4 separate regions of the Mus musculus genome follow, and all the other regions are linked to region 4. A link is a contact called in public Hi-C and targeted proximity ligation data. All regions are on one chromosome and are shown on one strand. The core of a region is the stretch at or near the end of the contact, and the rest is flanking DNA. Distances in the headings are between cores, read along the strand shown. Region 1 has its middle 24 kb from the start of Gm36774. Region 2 has its middle 74 kb from the start of Pten. Region 3 has its middle 62 kb from the start of Gm36774. Region 4 has its middle 66 kb from the start of Mir3970.

Region 1 (5,224 bases), core at 2,098-4,597, 320 kb after region 4:
ATTTAAACTAGAGGAGAGACAGGAAATTCCCAGGGCGAGCAGATAACTAGATAGATCCTTGTGAATCTTAGCAGGTGAGGCTGTGGGGCAGAGGGAATGCTTGCAAGTAGTGATGCAGATATGTGCCTTAGGCACCCATGCTAGGAAGGGCCAGATGTGGTCCAAAGAGGAAATCAGGAATGCCAAGAGTGGGCCAGGTGAATTATTCTTGTGGCATTCACACATGCAAATTTAGAGAAGAAAGAAAAAGCAAAATGAAACATATCAAACACCAGCAGCTAGTTATAAATTGCTTCTATGTACAATTAAGAGTTTTTTTTTTAAATAAGAAACTCGATAATAAGGGGTTTAAGTTACTCCCATAAGCAGCAAGACAGCATCAAAAGAGAAGGCTGTGCCCTCCTGTTGTCGCAGAGAACACTAAGCATTGCAGAAGCCTGAGAAATAATCCCTAACGCATATGTGGCCCACCCCTGGAATTTATAATTGTGGCATTATTCAGAGCGGGGAGTGGGGGGAGATCTTTGCTACAGCGCTGGGACAGAGCGAGCCTCCCAGGAGTGTGGACAGGACTGTGAGCCCAGGGAGGACCCCCATGCTGCTCAGAGGAACCCACAGAAAGGAACACTTGGGCCATTATGGGCTTAATAAACTAGAAGCCATTTTCAAGGCCAACATCTTCAAATCTCTCTAGACTAGGGTTCTGGTTTCATTTCTGCTATTATAATAAAATACTGCCTAAGCAACTTAGGGGACAAAAAGGCTTATTTGGCTTATGCAGTACGTTGAGAGAAGACATAGAACATCACCTAAGAGACTACAGAGTGCCTTCACGTCTGGCCTCTTGAACAAACTTCTGTTGCTTTAGCCCAGTGGATTGGTAGTAATAGATAAGAACATCCCCAAGATCTTAAAGTAAAGTAGGAATTCTCACTGAATTCCATTTCAACCAAGAGGCCACCAGAATCGTCCACATAACATGAAATGAGCTCATCTTTCCTCTGGGCTTGCTTTGCTAGAGTATGAGCTATAGATCCTGCCTTATTAAGTCATTTCAAGGTTATGAGAGTAAATATATTTTGTTCCCAGTTGTGGATGTCATGTAAGGAATGTCCTCTATATCTGGATATTCCCCCTATCTGGGCAAAGCACGGGAACCAAACCCATAATTGCTGCAACAAATACCACAAAAACTCCAAAGATGTTTTAAAGCTCTTGAAGTAAGGCGTGAAGTATGGAGAAATTCAGCTCCTGATAGAAGTATTTCCTTAAGCTCCATGACAGGGAAGCCTCTTTGCTGGGACTCAAAGGTCTGAAGATGAGCAACTGATAAACTCACCCTACGGAAGGCTCATGGTCAAGGCTAGCATGAGTCAAGGTATATTGATGGTTTGAAAATCCTCAAAAAACTATTGAAAGACCTTGACGCACCCAGATGAAGTGCTGTGTTCTACGCCTGTCCATTCCCTAACCTCTTCCCACACCCAGACTTTCTGAAAACTCAACACAGTTAATTCATTGAATTGATTCTTTTTAATAAGCTGGTTGACTTTAAGTGCCCTAGGTTTTCCCAACTTCCTTGCTCTACACGAACTATTCCACCTTCAGACAAACATTAGAATACTGTTTTGCTCCTTAGGTTGTCATGATACTCAAATGTAATAATAATTAAGTGCTTAAGAACTCTGTGAGGCATAATAATCCCTCAAAACGTGCACGCAGTTTCCAGAATCTGTGAATATGTTCCCTGATGCAGCCGAGGAGGTTTGAGATGACAAGTTTATTCCAGATCATCTGGGTGGGCCCAACTTGACCACAAGAATCCCTTAAGAGTAGAGACTCCTTTCCGGCGGTGTCAGAGAGAAACTGACGAAAGGAGGAAGGGTGAGAGAAATACTGCTGGCTTTAAAGATGAGAGAGGCAAGCAGCTTCTGACCCTGGGAAAGGCCAAGGACAGATGTTTTCCTTGAACCTGGGGAAGGATCGCTGTACAAGCTTTCCACAACTATGCCTGCTACGTCCTCCTCAGGCTGCGGGTTGGGCTGACAGTCACTAACACTGGAAGAGGCCCCTCTGCCTCAACTGAGATGAGAGCAATACCTTGCCATGGAGGGGAAGGAGACACCAACATATCTCGCATCCATCCATTGTCCCTTGCTCCTCGTGTGTAGGCAGGTCAGTTGGAGGTCCCTTCTGTTTCTGCAAAAATAGCCAATGCAGTTAGTAACTACCAGGGCATATTCCTTCTCAGCTCAAAACCTTCCAGAGGCTCCCCAGCTCGCTCCCAAAACAGCCTGAAAGACTTCCTCTGTTCTCAAGTCTTCAGGGCACAGCTGACCCCATTTCCCCTCTGCCTGTCTCCTTCCTCTCTGACCCTTGCTGACTGTGTTCCAAGTCTACTAGCTGCCCTGCTGTTCTATGCACGCTAGGGGTTCAAGGCTCGGGACACTTGCATTTGGTTTTTTTTTTCCCCACCTAAAACCCTCTTCCCTTGCATCCAATAGCTTGCTTCCTCCCTCAGCACCTTCAGATCTTCCTAACAATCCTATTGAAATAGTGGTTGTCTCCCCCACCCAAAACACCAGAGCAATTTCCTCTTCTATCATGAAGCATACTTAATTTTTTTTCCCCTACAAGGTGCTGTCTCTTTAGGAATGTTCATAAGGGTTCTTTATGAAGGATATATTAGGTTGTTTGATAAATATTTGTCGAGTGAGCAAATCAGTGTATGATCAAGCTATAATCAAGAACTGAATCTCATTACTGCCTCTCCGTTAATGACCCATCCATTCAGTTACAAACGGGAAATGAAAGTCAGTGAGGTGTCTGGTGTTAAACAATGAAGCTGCAGGTAAGATCAATTTTTTAATTGGCCTTGCTGAGTCCAGACAAGCCAAAGGAGTAGAAACTCAAAGTTCTCGGCATCCAGCCCTGTCTCCTAGACAAAGAACCCAGAAAGGGTTGCTTTTCTGAAACCCGAGCCTTTCTGGTTTCAGCCAGAGTCTAAAAACCATAAGAACAGTTTGTCTCTTCAGTACTTCCGCTTCCAGGCAAAGGAAAGAGCAGGAAGTGCAGGGGCGTGTGAAAATTGAGAAGAAGAAAAAAAAGAAGAAGAAGAATTAAAGCCATTACATGTAAAGGCACAGAGACTTCCTCTGTCCTACCACACTGTGCTTTAGCAGCCAGGCTGGGGAAGCCATTCTCAGGTAAAGGGAAAGCCAGAATGTGACTGCTAGTTCTCTATTGTCCGGCACAGACTTATTCAGAGATAGTTGAGAGTGTGGCAAAAGATAGACCGGGTGCCCGGCCGTGTGAGTTTACCATTCACAACAGTCTAACATTACAAGGTCAACCTAGTTCATATCTTATCTACTCAGTGTTTGCTCTGGGCAGGCTGACTTTCCAGCATGCCCCCGGGAGGTATCTTAGATTATAAGAAATTGTACATAGAATTTAAGTAATCTTTAGAGTCGAGCCAACCAAGGTTCCAGTCTTGACGCTGCCACAATTAGTAGCTGAATGCCAGCTGCCTACAGGAAGGACTGTGTTTATCTCGTTTCCCATTGTATCCAGCATTGCTCACACCATGCCTTGCATGCTCAGTAACCCTCCTCCTAGAAGAAAATCAATGTTAGGAACTTCAGTTTCTTCGTTAGTAAAAGGAGACTATAAAACCCAGCTCATGAAGCTGTCTGAGGACCTCAGATGAGGTGCCCCGCCTATCCAGGGCCTGCTACAGGACAGCATTTGCTTAAGGTAAACTGTCATTTTGGTGACTGTGGTGGTTGGCCAAAGCTTTATTCCACCTGGAATTTCAGACTCTGCCCTGACCTGAAGAGTTGGGTCTTGGCGTGATCCTGTTCTCTAGAAAAGTCCTGCTCCACTTCTGTCAGAAATCCTGGAAAAGGGAAGAATGACCTCCGCATCGCAGCTGCTGGGTGATTGGCAGCCAAAGGGAATCAGGACTAAGCCCAGCCAGGTCTCACTTGTCACGGGGAGAGGAAGGAGAAAGCACTCACTAGCCAACCCCAATAAGTGCCTGGTGAAAACCAAGGGCAGGCAGCTGGATTGGTTTCCTACTTTTTTCTCTGTTATAGTCTCACAGCCAGAGAAAGTATGGGGTGTCTTTTCCTTAACTGCGAGAAGCCCAGTTAAGTCTCCCTCCCCGCTCTTCTGAATCAGCCTGGTTCAGCAGTAGGCCTAAGAAGCCATCTGTCAATGCTTAGGGATTAAAGAAAGAAATGAATACCTAGGACCTTCCCAGAATCTCCAAACCCCCAGGAATTCTTAACACTTTTGCTTTGGGGGTTCAGTTCACAATCAAATCGGTTAAGAGGTCTGGCTCTATGTTTCATGCTGAACTATCCCTTCTTGCCTTTACTAATATCTCTCACTGTCATAATTCAATATGGGAGATCCTTCCCGGAAATAAAGGCACAGAGCCTCAAACTTGATGCTGACGATGTTTGCAAAAGGGTTCTGTTGGTCGAGCCATGAGCAGCCGTGTTGTCAATAATCATTTCAGAAGCATCTGCAGATAATAGTGGGTGTGCCGTGAGCCACTGTGGTGGAAAGGGGAGACTATCCTCTCAAAGAAACAGAGAATGCAATGACTCAGCCGGTCTCAAGCCACAGCCACCGTTACTGACTTAGTCATTCATGTTGTCTTTGTCTTATTTTTAGACACCTAGCTTTAAATTAACCGCTCTGATAAACAGCAGCAATTCAGTTAGTAATGAGTTCCTTTGATTTTTTTTTCCCCCTCCTGTGGGGTGGAGCAGACTCCTGAGTTCCACTTCTCTAAATAACCAATAAGTCTTCATATGAAGCCATTACAGTCTTCAGGGAAGGAGAGACACATCAGGAAAGCATAGGGGACCAAAGATGTCAAGGTGTCTCCTCCCAAGATGCATTTTCTCCCATTCACCCATGCTGATTCACCCATGGGGGTGAGCTGTGTGTGCTCAGTGTGTTGGTGTTGGGAGTCGAGAGGTGAACGAGACGGGCAGGCTTTCTGGAAGTGAGCATTTCCACTCCTTCAAAGGATAACTAGGGACCTACCAATCAGAGAAGAGTCAGAGCAGTGGCCGTTCCGCTTTGGCTTTGCTTCAATAACAATTAAACCATGTGGGGTGGGGTGGGGTGGGGTGGGGGGGGGGGCTTGAACCCTGTTATTTTCAAAGTAGTGAAATCTAATCATGGCATACTTCTAGAACTAAAGTTT
Region 2 (5,466 bases), core at 944-3,443, 390 kb after region 4:
GCTTGGCCATCAAATGGCCCTCTTGCATTATTTGGCATCCCATCACTGTGACAAAAGACTTGAGATAGTAATCAACTTAAAAGGAGTTAAACTATATTTTAGTTTACATGCATCATGGTGAGAATACATGATGGAGGAGGAATGTTCACAATGGCCAAGAAGCAAGGGACAGACAGGAAAGGGTCTCTTCAGGGGTATACCCCAAATGCAATGTAATGTTCTCCCATTAGACTTCACGTAGGAAAGATTCTAACATATCCCAACAGCACTACAAAAGGCAGACTGTGGCTTCAGCAAAATTGAAACTATAATTCTTGGGTTTAGATCCTAGGAACCAGGTCTGCAACACTCAACAGATTATTAACCCTTCCTATTCTTCTGATCCACATGTATAATATAGATAGAAATAGAACATACTTCTTATTTTATAAGAATTAAATGCAACCGTTGGAATATTCCAAGCAAATGTTAGCACAGTCATTAAAAGAATACCATTTATAAAACATACATTTTGGGGGGCTAGAAAGATGGCTTAGTGGGTTAAGAGTAAAGGCTGCTCTTCCAAAGGACCAACACAGCTCACAACTGTCTGGGCTTTGTGGATATCTGGCATCATCATGTAATACACAGACATATATGCTGGAAAAAATACATTTAAAAAGTTAAAAAAGCAAGAAAGACTTTGAAAGTTATATGGTTCTAATATACCAATGAGAGTTACTCTAAGGTCTTGAAACTCTCTACTCCTAAATTAGGAAGCCATTTCTCCAAACACAATTATTGCTCAGTTTTCCCCCAAACATGTCTTAATGTTTTCTTAGTCAACCAGTGCAACACTGTCCTTTTTTCTCCTATATTTTCTATTGAAAAGCATACATTATATCTACATGACCGGTTAGCTTCTGTATGACATTTTTTTTTAAAGGTCTGACTGCCAAGGCTACATCAAAGAGTTAACCATAGCCAGCAAGCAAAACTACCATTGGGTACCAATTCCGGAGATGAATTTTGACCATGATCTAGTGGTGAGTCGCTAGGTTTCCAAATTCCTTCCACTGCAGGTAGACAACAACTGAATGGATCCAACCAGGAAACTGTAGATGGAGCATTGAGCATGCTTTATTGCTTTAAGGCTATACAGCATCGTTACAGGAAATTTTTACCATCACCAAGGCAGGGCTTATGATGATGCTAATTCCTTACTCAAGGCAGCTGACAAGCAGGAGGAGCTTCTTCATAAGTGTCTGTGGCAAGCACATAAAAGTACTAAGGTTAGCGTTTCATTAAGTACTCTGTAGCTAATTACACTCAGATACATTTTTGCTTTTCAAAGCTACAGCCCCCCCTTTAAGATTATCAAGCAATTCCCGCACATATGTAGCAGCTTGATCTTCACGTGGGTCCTGGACAACTGGAGTGAGGTTGAGGTGGGGCTAAGGGAGAGGGTCCCAATAGCTGTTGCCTGTGCGTGGGTGCGATATGTTCTGCTAGCTGAGTTGCTTTGTCTGGCCTCAGTGGGAGAGGAAGAGCCTAGCCTCTCAGGGACTTGGTGTGCCAGGGTGGGGAGATACCCAGGGGGTCCCCACCCACTCAGAGGAGAAGAGGACAGGGGATGAGGTAAGTATTGTGGGAGGGGCTAACTGGGAGTGGGCAGTGAGCAGGATGTAAAGTGAGTAAGTAAGACAATTGATTCTCAAGCTGCTCTTAAGATGGATAGTTACCAAGTTCTCTTCATCTACTGGCTAGGCTCTTCATAGCCTCTCTTGAATTGTCCATTTTGTATGTTCTTTTCTTCTTTCAGATGCCATATCTTTTAGAAATAACGTAATTTTGTTTGCTGAGACCATCTTTCCATTTAGTTGTATATTTCTAATCATTTTACAATATGATTATAACACAATCATTACAATAGCTGTTTTTGTCTGTCATTTGACTTAGTCTAAGCATTTCCATCTGGGAAATCTGCAGTTGGCATCGCTTGATTGTCTTTTTCCTTGTTGCTCTCATTTTCCCAGTCCTTCCCAGTTAGGAAACATTGGATGGCGTACTGTGTACAGCAAAGGTCCTGTTATAATTTTCAGAAAAGCATTGGATGGATGGATAGGTGGATGAATGAAATCAACTGGTAAACTCAGATTGTGAGTTGTGTCTCACCTCTGAGTGGGAACTCCATCACTTTCACTTTCATGTTTGACACTTTGGGCGTGTTCCCTGGGCTCTGTCTCTATACCCATCCCCCTTGGGGATAAGTGTCGGGTACATGGAAGTCCCTAAATTGGAAGTAAAGATTTCCTTTCTAGTTAGTCTGTATTTTCCCCAGTGACCCACCTCTAGCCCCACTATGCTCTCTGGCTCTTGTATCAGTTTTTTTTTTGCCCCCAACCCCCAGCCAGAGAACAGGATTCCCATTTTAGCTAATCATAACACCCCTGCTGTACCAGGCTATATGTGGGTCCCAGCTCCGTTGAAAAACTAAGATGAAGGAACAAGACCTATGCCTGTTTAACCCTACAGTTACTTTTCATGTTTCATGGGGAGATTTTCTTTAATGGCTGATGCAAGGTTTTTACTAGGGGCGAGGAAACACATGGTAAGAGACACAGAGAAAGAACCTCTGAAAGTTAGAGGAGGACTGGGGACACTGAAGTCCAGTTTCTTATGGAGGGCTGGGAGTTTTGAGGGCCTTTGAATAGTCTTCCTCTGCTAATTTAGGCCTGGTCAGATTGAACAAAAGCAAGGAGAGAGGCTAATGTGCCCATATGTGGCCTCAGCCTTGAACTTGTCAGAACAGCCTACCAGCAAGGGGGTCTATTGTCAGAAGAAAAAGCCCACCAGGCCCTTAGGCCTTTGTCTCAGGTCAGGAGTGTGGGAAAGAAGCCTGAAGCTTGCCATCTTTCTTATCTGTTTTTGGCCCCTTTCCCTAGGTGGGCAGTGCCAATGGGAAAATTACTTGGACAAGTCTGGAGGAGTTCCCAGGCATCCACTTCTTAGGCAGGGCTCCGAGGCCTAAGGAGTAACAGCCAGTTGCAGTTAGACTCAGATCTCTCAAGCAAAACTTCACTCAGTCTAGATGTAGAGAAGACGGTTTTCTCTGACCCCCTCTTTCCACAGGGTTTTGGCACATGGTCCAGTCAGCTGCACGATTTACATTCTGTCTTACTAAGTAAGTCTTAATATTACTCATCGGGTTAAGGAATTTTCTTCATTAACTTGGTTTCTTAACCCCCCATGAGGCTGTGATGGAAGAAACCAAAAGGCCAACTTCTAAATTTAAACTAATTAAAGGCTTGGGTTTGAGACAAACCCAAGCCAGACTACCAGTTTGCTCCACCATATACATCTTGCAATGGACAGTGGTGGCAAAGAAAATAGCATCTTACTGATGACAAAGCCTACTAAGGTTCTTGTGATCTTTCTCTAAATGGGGCATAATCACCCACGGCATTTTCTTTTTCTCCGACAGATCTCTCTACATAGTTCTGACAAACCTGGAAATTACTATATAGACCAGGCTGGCCTTGAACTGAGACCTTCCTGTTTCTGTCTCCCAGGGGCTAGGATTGAAGACACGAGCTGCCACACTCAGCTTCTCCAACAATTTTCTGGACTACTTTTTCAATAGGAATTAAAATAGTACTAACAGTGTGTTAAAGACTCTATGCCGCTCACGGAGCTAGCTCCGAGGATGCATAGTCACCAATGGTTGCCTTATGTTCAGGATCATCAGTTAAGTTTATCAAAGCTCCTTATTGACCCTCTTGAGAGACACTCTGATGGCTGCCCCTCTCTGTTCTCCCTTTCAGCATGGAATAAGTTAGAAAGATGCCCCGCCCACCCCACCCCACCCCCAAACACACCTAACGGCAGTTAGCATGGCCGGAGAGGGGAGTGTGGGACTAGGAGAGTCACACAAACCCTTGGTTGGTGCAGAGATTCTTAGTTGCTATCTGTGCGGAATGATTCAGTGGTTTTATTATGCTTTGATCAGTCCATGAGCTCCTCTGAGTATTTCTCCAAAATTCACCTTCCACCATTTTATCCTACGATCTGCTCTGCCTTCCTTTCATGGTGTCCTAGCTTTGTTCCCACATCAAACTGTTGCACTTGCTGTTCCCGCGGCATGGTCTACAAGCTTCTCTAGCTTCTACACTAGGGTGATTCTAACTGGAGGCACATAACAGACTTGCTGAGTGGAAGTTAACTGAGCACCATCCACCAATCTGAATATTCCAGCTCAAACAAAAACAAAGGACATTTATTTAATGGATTTCACACCGCATTAGCAAGTCAGAGCTCCAATTCTGTCTCCTGATACACACCATTATATACCCATAACTTACCAATGTACCCTGTCAAGACTCTTATGGCTTGAATTAAATGGCTTTTTTTTAAAGATTTATCTTTATGTGCATGAGTATTTTGCCCGCACTGTATGTGAAACACTATAAGCATGCAATCTCATGGAGGCCAGAAGAGGGCATTCGTTGGATTCCTTGAAACTTGAGTTCCATAGGTTGTGAGCTGCCATTGGGGTGTTGGGAACCAAATCTGAGCCCTCTGCAAGAGTAGCCAGGACTCTTAACTGCTGAGCCACCTCCCCAGTACCTAAGCAATTATTTTTGATGTCCATTTTTTTTTTTTTTTTTTTTTTGGCAAGACCTAACACTGGTTTGTTCTTTTTACTATTTCTAACAAATGAAGAATATCCAGTGACTCCATGATACAATTTATTTCAGAGCTTCAATTTTCAACTGTTTCGCATTTGACTCTAAGAGACAGTGCCAGCCGGGCGTGGTTGCGCACGCCTTTAATCCCAGCACTTGTGAGGCAGAGACAGGTGAATTTCTGAGTTCGAGGCCAGCCTGGTCTACAGAGTGAGTTCCAGGAGAGCCAGGGCTACACAGAGAAGCCCTGTCTCGAAAATCCAAAAACCAAAAAAAAAAAAAAACAAAAAACAAAAAAACAGAGAGAGACTGTGTCATACTATGGAAGAAACCACAGACTATGCTGGGTTCAAATCCAATTCCTTACTACCTAGCTGTGAAGTTGGATACTTTGTTTTTAAGGTTTCAGGAATGAAATCACCTCTCCCTAAAGGAAAGTGAAATATGCTTTTCACCCAGGGCAGACTCAGAACCACCAGGCTACAACTCCGCTGTGGCTCTGGCCTCCCTCTTGTGTAGTCTGGGCTCTCCTCACTTCTTTCCTGCGTCACATTCTCTTCTTACTTCTGCTTCAGTACTTTGATTTTTTTTTTCCTCCCTGTGCTGCTGTTTTGCCTTCCAGGTAAAGAACCTGACTTACTTAAGTTTTTGGAGATTCAGTCAAGTTGCTTGAGACTTCCAAGTACCTCTTAGCCACCATTTTATACCTGAGAAAATCATGTTCATCCTGATGTTGTTTTAATCTTACTTTTTTATTATATGTAAGTACACTGTAGCTGTACTTCAGACACTCCAGAAGAGA
Region 3 (5,807 bases), core at 48-2,547, 350 kb after region 4:
GCCCAGCAATAATTCCACTTTCAAAGGTGATTAAGGGATAGTCAATAGAGGGCTTGTCTATGAATGTCCAGGAAGTAAGAAAGTCTGTTCTTCCACTGAGTTTTAAAGATCAAGGTCACTGAGGAGAGGAAAAACTGGAAGCAGGAAGTGAGAGATGAGAAAACATTGCCAGCCTTAGCAGCCTCAGAGAGCTCTTGGGGTTGGGAGGGGGGCTGGGGGGGGCTGGAGGGGGCTGGGGGGGGTTGGGGTGAAGAACTGAGCTGCTGAGCTGACTGAAATTTAATTTTCATTACACAAAGGAATGAGAGCTCAATCAGCTATTTTGTTGATACGTAGACACCATTGGTTATAAAATGCATCATTAATTTGTGTCCCACTAAGAAAGAAGTTATGTCTCAAATTAATCTATGAAAGAGTCCATTCTCAGCCCTTAAAATTTTTATTTTATTTTTGCTGAAAATCTCTGTAGACTTTTGGGGACATAGATTTTTATTACATGTCCCTGAAATGCGTATATAAAAGGGAAACTAAACTGATTGAGAAATTCATGACATCAGTTCATGCAGATTGTGTTCTAAATTTACTTTCCTCCACACTCATTATGATGAGACAAGATTATAAATTCTATACAATAATCCAACTTCCCCCCTCCAGGTGGGAGATAAAATGTTCCTCCCCCATCCTTATTATTGGATCCAGATTTCCTTCCACATTGTTATCATCCATCCTAAAAGGACTAGTATGTGTGCAGTTTTGATTGGGACTCTTGTTTACCTCAGTATCCAAGGGCCCTGCAGCCTCCTACACTCACATGAAGACCATGGCTTAGAAGCTACTCCTGGAAACAACCGCAACAATATGTTTGCTTTCCAAATACTGTATGTATATCCCTTTCTCTTCCTGGTCTTTTTGCACGTTGCTAATGAAACTTTTTTTAAATGCATTTTTATTTATGCATGTGCCTCACACATGGGCAGGTGCTGAAGCCACCAGAAAGAGGGCTTTCAATTCCTCTTGAACTAAAGTTTACACATACATAGACAATACCAAATATGTTAGTATTGCTCGTAGGATGAGTAATAACTCCAAAATTTCCTCAATAAACGCCTGCATCCAGAGATATTGACCCTTATATTGGACTTAATTCAATGTGGCAATTTGAAGTGAAAAAAAAATAAAATTGCTTTTCCTACACACCTGAGCTCACAGAATGGAATTCTGCCTATTACACCGGTTGGGCTCTCTAGACCACAACGGGGAGCAGTTTGTGCTGTTGAAAGGCATCCAACTGAGAGTTTCGCAAGCAGTCTGCCACAGGATAAGATCAAGTGTGGTCTCCCCATGTCTGCAGGAGTTGGTTAAGCAGGAACAGTGCCCTTTGAGCTGTTGACGTGAATAGTCTTCACACAGGAAGTATCACAGAGTCCATTTTTCTGTCCCTTCAGAGAAGACATTTCAAACTGGCCATCGCTCCGTCTTCTACAAAAAAGCAATCATAACCTCTTCAGGATGTAGCTAAGCACGGGATAAAACAACAAGACAGGAAACCTTGAGGGAGGGGGGTGTAGACATGAGGTTAACAGCTCAGCCTTAGAGTCCAATTGATATGAGCTTGAGTCCCAGATCTGCATTTGCATATTTTATGAGAAGTCCCTTGATGTCTGCTTGACAGAAACTAGGTAAAAATCATTTCTTCTCCTAGTTGTATGAGAAAGTCCTTCCTAGATTCCTAGCATTTACGTGGAACCGTGGAATTGATTTCTGGTCGATGACTTCCAGCATTTAGATGGAGCCATAAAATGGATTTCTGGTCGGTAGGGGGAGGGGCAGAGTCTTGGACCTTAAGCTTCTCAGTGATTCCCCCATATCCTCTCTCTTTTGTTTTGCCAGGTGACACAAGATTCAGGTGACCTCCAGGAGTATTCTGAGACCCTAGACTACGATGATGCGTCCTTGCCTGAATCTCTGAATGACCCCACACTGAAAAACAACCTTGACAGTGTCCACTAGAAACAACGAAAGCCTTGAGTGTCACAGCAGGTGTCCCGAGGTTTGCTCCCTCCTATAGGGCAAAGGTTTCATTGATTACTTAAGGGAGTTGCCAGGATGCGTTCCCTATGTAAAATACTAAAAAAAAAAAAAAAAAAAAAAAAAAATCAGTGGCTATCTTCTTATTGTTGATAAAGAACCCAGAAACAGTTGACATAAGCAGACAGCTTCTTACAGCTTATATTAGAGCAATGCTTCTCACCCTTCCTAATCCTGGTGACCCTTTAATACAGTTCCTCATGTTGTAGTGACCCGCAATCATAAAATTATTTCATTACTACTTCATAGCTGTAATTTTTTGCTACTGTTATGAATCAGGATGTAAATATCTGATATGCAGGATAGCTGATATTCAACCCCAAGGGGGTCGCAACTCACTGGTTGAAAACAATTTATTAGAGGGTGGATACTTTATACATACCAACTGATTCATACTGTTTGTATTGCAATGTTTGAGCCATCATGTTTTCTGACACTTAGAAAAGTCCACAACCAGTTATACAGACCCTGATAGAAAGGAATGACTTCCTATCATCACCATCAGAATTCTTTTTTTTTAAATTTATTTATTATATGTAAGTACACTGTAGCTGTTTTCAGACACTCCAGAAGAGAGAGTTAGATCTCGTTAAGGATGGTTGTGAGCCACCATGTGGTTGCTGGGATTTGAACTCCGGACCTTCAGAAAAGCAGTCGGGTGCTCTTACCCACTGAGCCATCTCACCAGCTCCCACCATCAGAATTCTGTCCTGTGGTTGCATACTCATTACATCCATGGAAGTGTTGCCTTAACAACCGGATTGAACCATCATCCAATTCCTTTATCTTCTTCATGAAGTCCTCAGTCAGTCCCACAGAAACTCTCCAGGGGCTCACCCCATTCGTCCTTCCGAGTTGACTCAGAGAGCAGAATCGATCCCCTTTGCCAAAGTTTGTTTTAAGAAGCTTTGTTTTAGTTGAGCATGCGACTCATTCTACTAACTTTTGAGACTTTCCTAAGTCAATCTTGTCATGTGTTCATTCATCCACCCAAGAGAAAGCGGCACCTACCCTGTGGAAATGGAGATATATATAAATACAACCTCCGTCCAGACAGACCAGACACAGGTCAGCGAACACGTCTTTATAGTACAGAAACGGTGGTCTTTGAACGTGGGGAAACAAATTGTGTTCTGACGGAGAACAAAGGGGATTAGATTCAGAGAGCCCCCTAGGAAAGCCTGCCTGAGGAGATAGTGTTTACAAAGCTACAGAATCAGGGAAGAAGAAGGGGAAAGAACGCACCCCGAGACCCGAGACGGTAAAGAGCTACTGTAATTGGATTCCAAGAGTGAGCTAAGGAACTGAGGTCTAAGCCAAAATACAGCTGGGCTTAGTTCTAAGTACAATGAAAAGCACTTGGGGGGGCGTAAGCAGATGCTGAACTGTGGTCTGATTTGCAGGGCTTAAGGTCCTAAAGGCCCTATTCAAATGGAGAAGTTACGAGGGGTGTTGGGGTGGGGGGAGGGTGCAATAAGACCCACTTGGCGGCTACTTTAATTCTCCAGCACAAAGATGGGGGGGGGGGGCAAGCTGCGTTAGCAAGATGCTGTGGCGATGAAGGTAAGGGACTTGGGAGAGATTTGGGGGCCAAACCCCTGTCGGATCTCCAACTTAAAATAATTGGCCATCTGGGTGAGCATTTAAATGATGGGGGTGCGAGGGAGGCAGGGAGTGAAACAGCTTAGGAAACAGGCAACAAAATATTCCACTTTCGACCTGTTCATTTGAGGCAATATATAAGACTGGCATCCCGCCTGCTCTCCCAGGCTGAGCGCCTCCCCCCCCCGCCCCCGCGCACGTCTCTCTGATTGTCAACATCGGTGCACCCAGACATCTCCAGCAGTAGAAACCATCTTCCTCTGTGACCCCTTCTACTCTCTGTCCTGTACCTCTTAAAAATCTTCCAAACTATTCCCACCCGGAGTTTACTGCCGAGCTATTTGTTGTTGATTTGAACTGCAGCTCAACAGCGTTGAATTCAGAATGAAAACCATGGGTTCACTTGCTCCTGGATTTTCGCTCTGACTCTGCCATTCACTGGTTTTGTGACAAACTGAACAAGCCCTTTAACATCTTTGGAGCCTCAATTTCTTTTCCTTAAAAGTCAGAGTCAGCCCACGGTGACAAATACAATTAGTTGTGCACTCGGTATCAATTCCACTTGTGTTGTTCTTTTTGTTTGTTTATTTACCTTCATATTCATTGGTGTTTTGCCTGTGTGAGTGCCGGATCCCCTGGACCCGGAGTTACAGACAGTTGAGCTGTCATGTAGATGCTAGAAATTGAACCCAGTTCTCCTGGGAAAGCAGCCACAGCTCTGAACCATTGAGCCATCTCATCTCTCCAGCCCCCTTACTATTCTTTCTTACAGAACTTTTGATTTGTCCAGAATAAAAATGGGCTCAGCTAGCATGCTTAATCTCCAAGTCTCCTTCCCTAAGCTGGAGATTGCCCAGTGACACTGTACTAGTATCCATATCTAAAATGGGGAGATGTGCTGAGGTTTCTAAGAACCCTCTGCTTCTCTTACACATTACACATATACCTTTCACGTTCTCTTCCCTTCCCTCCTACTCTCTCCTTCTACCTCTCCCTCCTCCCCACCCTCCTCTCTGCCTCCTCCCCACCCTCCTCCTCTCCCTCCTCCCCACCCTCCTCTCTGCCTCCTCCTCTCCTCTCTCCTTTTCTTTCTTCTCATCTTTCTCTTCTCCCTCCTCCTCCTCCTTTTCTTCCCATTTTGAAATGCAAAATATTGTTCTACCGGCTGACATTGAACTTGAAATCCTCCTTGAGTCTCAGCTTCAAACCCAGGGTTTCGAGTATGTCCTACCAATTCCAGCTTCTCGTCCTTCTCCATCTTGCCTTCCAGAAGTAATCTTCTGAAAAAGGGCAACAGCTACACCTAAGGCTAGGGATCATGAGGTAAAACACAGATCATGAGTCCTGGATGGTCCCAGCCAGGAACAACAAACCCTGGGATTTCTGGGACATAAAACAAATAATCCCCTCATTAGGCCAGTATTATTTGACTTTTCTTTTGCTAGCTAACAAATAAGTGACTTCTTCAAGCGTTAGCCTGATATCTATCAAACAATGTTTCCAGGGGCTGGAGATCTTCAGGTAATTATCCTGTTCTTCTTCATTATAGAAGCTTCATTGGTGTGTGTATGTACGCACACACACACTCACACACTCACACACACACACACACTCTCACACACATACTCACACATACACACACTTACACACAAACACACACCTTGCCCCTCAGTAGAATACTTATGACCTTAAGATAAGGATTCCCGGGCTTTGGCAATCCGTATCTGTCCATAACAGGTGTGCAGTAAAGATAGTGATCAGGTAACCACCTTTTCCTCCTCTGGAGAAGACCTAGGCCAAATCTGAATGCCAGTGTCAGCTTCACACCATCTCCCAGTCTCCCTCTCCTGCTCTCATCTACACCAATAGCACCAAATTCTGGTTGTTGTTCCTTGGTTTTAATACATTTTTATCACACACATTTAAGGTATGTAGCACAATGCTTTAGTAGATGTATAGAAAATGAAACGGCTACTATAGTGAAGCAAATTAATATAGCCATCATCCCATTTCACTGCCCTCTCTACGAGCAGGTTTTAAGACCCACAGCTGCTGAACACTTTTGTCACCTGTGAGATGAGATTGTAGGTTGAGTCTCTACACTTGTTCATCTTACA
Region 4 (5,066 bases), core at 13-2,512:
TAAGCAGTCAAATAAAAACAATCTTTTCAGTTGAGAAATCACAGGAAGTCAATAAAAAGAATTCATATAAGAAAATAACAGGGAACTTAGATCAGCTTGTAGGAAAAGCCACGTGAGCCTGAAGTCTGATGACATGAAGACAAGAACAGCACTGGAGAGAGAGGTTCTGCTCTAGAGCCACAAAGGAGGCCACCATGTGTCGAGCAATATGCCCTGGGCATAGGCACTTACAGTGAACTCAGGCTGGGCCCTGCTAGAACCCTTGAATGTCATTTTTAGTGTAATGTTTAAGCATTTGACATATTCCAGAGAATTGACTGGGCGGGAAGAAGATGAAGTTAGGGAAGCGAGGGTATAAACACAAAACCACAGCTGGAGCAATGAACTGAAACCCCAGTCGAACAGTACAGTGGCTCCGAGGAGAGTATGGCGGCCAGCGATATGGCATAAGCACCTGGCTTCAGGGTTTTAGAAGTGACAGCTACAGGCCTTACAGAGGCATCGCATATGGGAAGAAAGTTGAAACAAAAATGATCTGCGCATTTATAGCTGAACAACTGGGGGACAGATGATTATGCTGTTGTTGGCACTGTGAGCCATCCCGGGTAAATAAATGATTGCACTGAGCACTCAAGATGCAAGCCTCCTTTCTACCACACTAGCCGTTCTTCCTAATGTGCATGGAGATATTTCTTGAGCGATGATTTCAACCTCTGTGTAGCAAAGGGCAGTGAGCCCTACGCCCTTTCTGCATCTCCCACTAAACTGTAGCTGATGTGGCTGCTGGTGGTCTTTTCTGTGATCAGAGGATTAGCTCAATTCCTCAGGATAACTCCAAATTATTCTCTCCAGAGACTCTGTGGTGTCAACAGCCCTGGATTAGAGACCGGTGACCTCAGCTTTTTTCTTACTCGCTGTGTAACCTGGGGAATGTCATTTCACTTCTGCAATCCTTGAAGGTCCTTCTGAAGACAGTGTCAGTAATTTCAGGGAGCCTAGTTTGTAAAAACTGTAAGCAGCTACATAAATAGTGATTCTTGTTCTCATTGTCGTCTCAGCTGCCACCTTTGTTACAAATAACCTGTCATTCATTTTGCCCTGTTCGCTTCCCTTTGCTTCTTGCCTGCTTCTTCTACCTCCTGTCCTTTCTGCCAGATAAATTTGCTTCCCTGCAAAAGGCTGATTATTTGGAGACATCATCACTAGCCAATCAGAGCTCAGCATTCCGGCTGGCTGGTAAGCCAATCAGATGCAAGCTCCAGGTCTTCTTTCAGTGTTGCTAGGGTTTCAGGTCTACTTCTAAAAACTGGCTTGCTTGCTGCTGGTTCATTCTGTCCTTCTCTCCCTCCATCCCCCCCCCCCCCCCCATCCCCTTGCTCTCCAAACCCTTCCCTTTCCCTCCTCCCCTCTTTTGGGTTTGGAGCAATTCCAAATGCTTAAGCCTTCCGGAAGTTTGGGTTATTATGAATAAGCAAGGTTTAACTGTGTATTTTTTCCCTTGAGAAACAGGACAGCTATTCCACATTCGATTTTGAAAGCATGTGTTTTAGCAGCTTAATGTCCCTTGGCTCCATAAAACAGAATTTCGTTGTGTTTAAGAGAATTTTTTTGGTGCAGAGTGACTTTTATTCAGATGACTAGAAGATAAACTGGCATAGAACTTGGCAGTGACGTGTCCTGTCACTTGAACCTCATTGGGCTAACACAGCGAATTCTAAGTATGTCAAAACTCATCCAGTTTAACTGATGATGGAAGATAATATCTGATAGCACCTCAGATATTAGTTCTATCTTGAACTTTCAGTGCTGGGATTAGTGGTGAAAATCACTGGTCAGTAGTGATGGGGACTCTCACTTTATTGCTAATGGGTATCCCTTCCATCACATCTGGCTCATCTGTGGACCCATGGGTCTTCTTTAAATGCTCTCTAGTAGGGCGTGTGAAGATGCCCTAAACACAAACTGGCTCTGTGCTCTGAAAGCTTAGGGGCGATGCCGGATTGAGAAGGAAAACAACAGCAACACAAGTTCTGTCTTTCTCATAACCTTTGCTACTGACTTAAAAACTGGAACAGCATAAGGATTCGCAGTGTAAAATGACCCAAGACAGGTGGCGCAAAGCCAGAAGTCTGTCAGAAGCAGCTTAGGAAAGCTTAATGATTCACAAAGGAGTCGCTGCCTTCAGGCTCTGACCTTTAGAACTAACCAGCTTTAAGCTTTTGGTTCTGGCCCTTCAAGTCACTTGTATCAAAGAAAAAGGTACTCCCTTAAAGACATTACCATCCATCCATTCAAAAAGAAAAAAAATAGAAGAGAAAAGGTGTCAGCACCAGCGACTCTGTTCTCAGATAACATGGTCTTAGTCCTAAAGACAGTATTAATTGCATTAATTGCTTAAATACATTTTTTTTTTTTGGTTAGCTTTTAGGGAAGGCCTTGGTGTTACTGCATATCCTGCAGGTGAAATGTATGAAATTTGGTTAACATGGTAACGGCTCTAAAAATACCTAGGCTACAGTTTAACCACAGAGTTTCCTCCTTAACGTAAAAGAGCCGCTGTCATGAGGTGTACGAAAGTGCAACAAAGGCGATCCGTCTGACTTCATGCAAGCAGCCTATTAAGACAAGCCTGGCGAGGACACTGTGCGGCCACTAGGCATCAAAGCAGGAATTAAAGTTTTGTGAGACCATCTGACAAAGCACAACCCAGCTGATCAAAACGGCTAAGCATTCTTTCCCTGTTTCTACCTCTTCTGCCCCCACCCACTGGCAACCAAGCAGGGTGTGGTGGGGGTTCAAACAGTCACTATAGCGTGACCACAGGGCCTCACCCAAGGAAAACCTGGGTCACAGAGACCCAAGCGGGTAAGGAGGCTGCAGCAGGCTCCCCAGCATTCTCTGCAGCAGGCTCATGTGGAGGGTGCAGGGAAGGGAAAATTGCTCACTTGAGGTTTTCCCCATGAGGCCCTTGCTTCACAAAACAAAGGGTGGCAGAGGGTGCGACCTTTCCCAGGATGGCTCTGCAGTTGCCCACGTCAGGCTCTTCTGAACTCCGAGTGTCCTTACAGGGTTAAGAGATTTCTTACAAAAATCAGGCTGTCGAGGTTGCATGGTTTGGTAAATGAAAACACTGACACCCATTTATACTAGAATTTCAGATAAACAATGAATAATTTATTTAGTAAAAGAATGTCTGGTGCAATATTTGGGATACTGAAGAAATCCATTGTTCATCTGAAATTCAGATCTGGGTGTTGTGTGTTCTCTCTGATAGCTCTAGTCAAATCCTTCCATCCTTCGTCCTTAACTTCTCACCTTCGAGTGCCCAAACAACATGCTCAACTGTACTTTTTGCTTCAGGTATTTAGCTTTGGCTTGTTCTGGCTTTGTTTGGTCTTGTTTCACCCTGCCTCTTAAACCTCCGCTCATTATACAGAGCCAGAGGTGAGGAGATGAAGTAGCAGCTGAGCTCCGTCTCACCTTTGTGTTATGGACTTTTAATGCATGTAATTTTTTTAATATTTCATTTTATGTGTATGACTTGCCTGCATGTGTGCCTGTGCAGCATGTATGTGTCTGGTGCCTGCCGGGGCCCGAGGAGGGCATCAGACCCCCTGGAACAGGAGTTGGGTGGTTGTAAGAGGTCTGGTCAGGCCTGGGAATAGAAGGTAGGTCCGCTGAAACAGCCATTGACCTTACCTACTGAGCCGTCTCTCCTGCCCAATGAATGGTCTTTTTGGAGGGGTATCGTCTCTGTGTAACCTTGGCTGTCCTGGAACTTGTCAGCTTGACCTCGAACTCACAGAGATGTGTTTGCCTCTGCCTCCCAAGTACTGGGATTAAAGGTGTGCATCAGCTTAGGCTGAGTGGTCTTTTTCATCATCGTAACATTCTGTGTGATATGCTACTTAGAGCCCACATGTTATGGATAAGGTTGCTGGGCTCAGAAAGAGTACATGACTCGACCAAGGTCATACAGTTAGCAAGTACCAAAGCCAAGGGAGAATGATGCTAAGCTGTTGACTCAGTTACCTAGTCCACAGCATCAGTCCTGTTTAAATGTGGCTTTAGTGGTTAATTCATGTTAGGTTCTCTTTTATAACAAATGGCTCGTGGCTCATAAGTGAACGACACAACTTGCCAGCTGGATTGGGACTGTTTTCCCTCAGCTTGGACTAAACTACTATGTTTGTTTTGTGTGTAAGTGCACCTCCAACGTACTTCTGATTGCTCTTCCCTAGAGTAGCTCTAAGTGCTCTCTGCATGCTATGTGTTGTGATGTATACGATGTGTCCATGTGGTCTCTTAAGTGGTACTGAGGCTGTAGGAACATCTGTAACTGATTGGAAATTTCCAACTGACAGGTTAAAAAGCCACGGCTCCTAGGTGTAAAGCCATTTATTGAAAGCCACACATCTTATACTTGGCAGCTAAGAAGTCCATATTTAAGTGGAAGTTGATTGACTTATCAGTGTACAACTTTGGGAAAGACTCTGAACTTCCATGTCTCTACTAGATAATTATAAATGGGCAATTATATATGAAAGCTTCTCTCATATAGAGGAAGAGCTGGCCACATGGTGAGCACTCAACAAAGACTGAGATAGTGGTTTTGGAAATGATCTTCTACTGGGTATTATAGTTTGGATATAAAATAGTTCCAAATGCCTTTCTGATGAAGGCTTAGTCTCCATATAGTATTGCCTTGAGGAGTGATTGGATCAGGAAGTGTCAACATCACCAGTGGACTGACTAGTCCTAGTTTTACGGAACTGGTACTGTGAAGGTAGTTGTACTCTGAAACAGTGGTTTTCTACCTGTGAGTCCTGACCCCTTTGGGGTTAAAGACACTTTCATGTGGCTCGTGTATCAGGTATCCTGCATTATCAGGTAGTTACATTACGATTCATAACCATAGCAAAATTACAGCTATGAGTAGCAGTGAAGATAATTCACATGGTTAGGGGTCACCACAGCATGAGGAACTGCATTAAAGGTTTGCAGCATTAGGAAAGTTGAGAAGCGCTGTTCTGAAGGTTGTATCTCGCCCTGGCTTCAGCTTTCTC

What was found. Hi-C and Micro-C count contacts between places; a contact is called where the count stands out from the background.
Region 1: a Hi-C map of pre-B cells shows a contact between it and region 4, with 6 times the contacts expected there. A contact is called at or near these places in 1 of 39 promoter capture datasets (the C10 cell line), 16 of 484 Hi-C or Micro-C datasets (B cells, the C10 cell line, CD8 T cells and 12 more), 14 of 130 datasets of targeted methods (the 230-238 cell line, DN3 thymocytes, the NIH/3T3 cell line and 9 more) and 1 of 9 other capture datasets (embryonic stem cells).
Region 2: a targeted proximity ligation map of pro-B cells shows a contact between it and region 4, with 21 times the contacts expected there. A contact is called at or near these places in 3 of 39 promoter capture datasets (the 3T3-L1 cell line, embryonic stem cells and liver), 43 of 484 Hi-C or Micro-C datasets (the 3T3-L1 cell line, 3T3-L1-derived adipocytes, B cells and 19 more) and 18 of 130 datasets of targeted methods (DN3 thymocytes, the NIH/3T3 cell line, T-cell acute lymphoblastic leukemia and 11 more).
Region 3: a contact with region 4 is called in a targeted proximity ligation map of T-cell acute lymphoblastic leukemia, with 6 times the contacts expected there. A contact is called at or near these places in 1 of 39 promoter capture datasets (hippocampal neurons), 21 of 484 Hi-C or Micro-C datasets (bone marrow-derived macrophages, cortical neurons, embryonic fibroblasts and 5 more), 12 of 130 datasets of targeted methods (DN3 thymocytes, the NIH/3T3 cell line, T-cell acute lymphoblastic leukemia and 9 more) and 1 of 9 other capture datasets (embryonic stem cells).

Annotation. Positions count from the first base shown.
Region 1 is chr19:32,904,129-32,909,352 of GRCm38.p6, reverse strand. No RefSeq gene overlaps it. Among named protein-coding and RNA genes, the nearest start is that of Gm36774, 24 kb to the left of the region's middle.
Region 2 is chr19:32,829,093-32,834,558 of GRCm38.p6, reverse strand. No RefSeq gene overlaps it. Among named protein-coding and RNA genes, the nearest start is that of Pten, 74 kb to the right of the region's middle.
Region 3 is chr19:32,865,036-32,870,842 of GRCm38.p6, reverse strand. No RefSeq gene overlaps it. Among named protein-coding and RNA genes, the nearest start is that of Gm36774, 62 kb to the left of the region's middle.
Region 4 is chr19:33,220,542-33,225,607 of GRCm38.p6, reverse strand. It overlaps the pseudogene Rnls. Among named protein-coding and RNA genes, the nearest start is that of Mir3970, 66 kb to the right of the region's middle.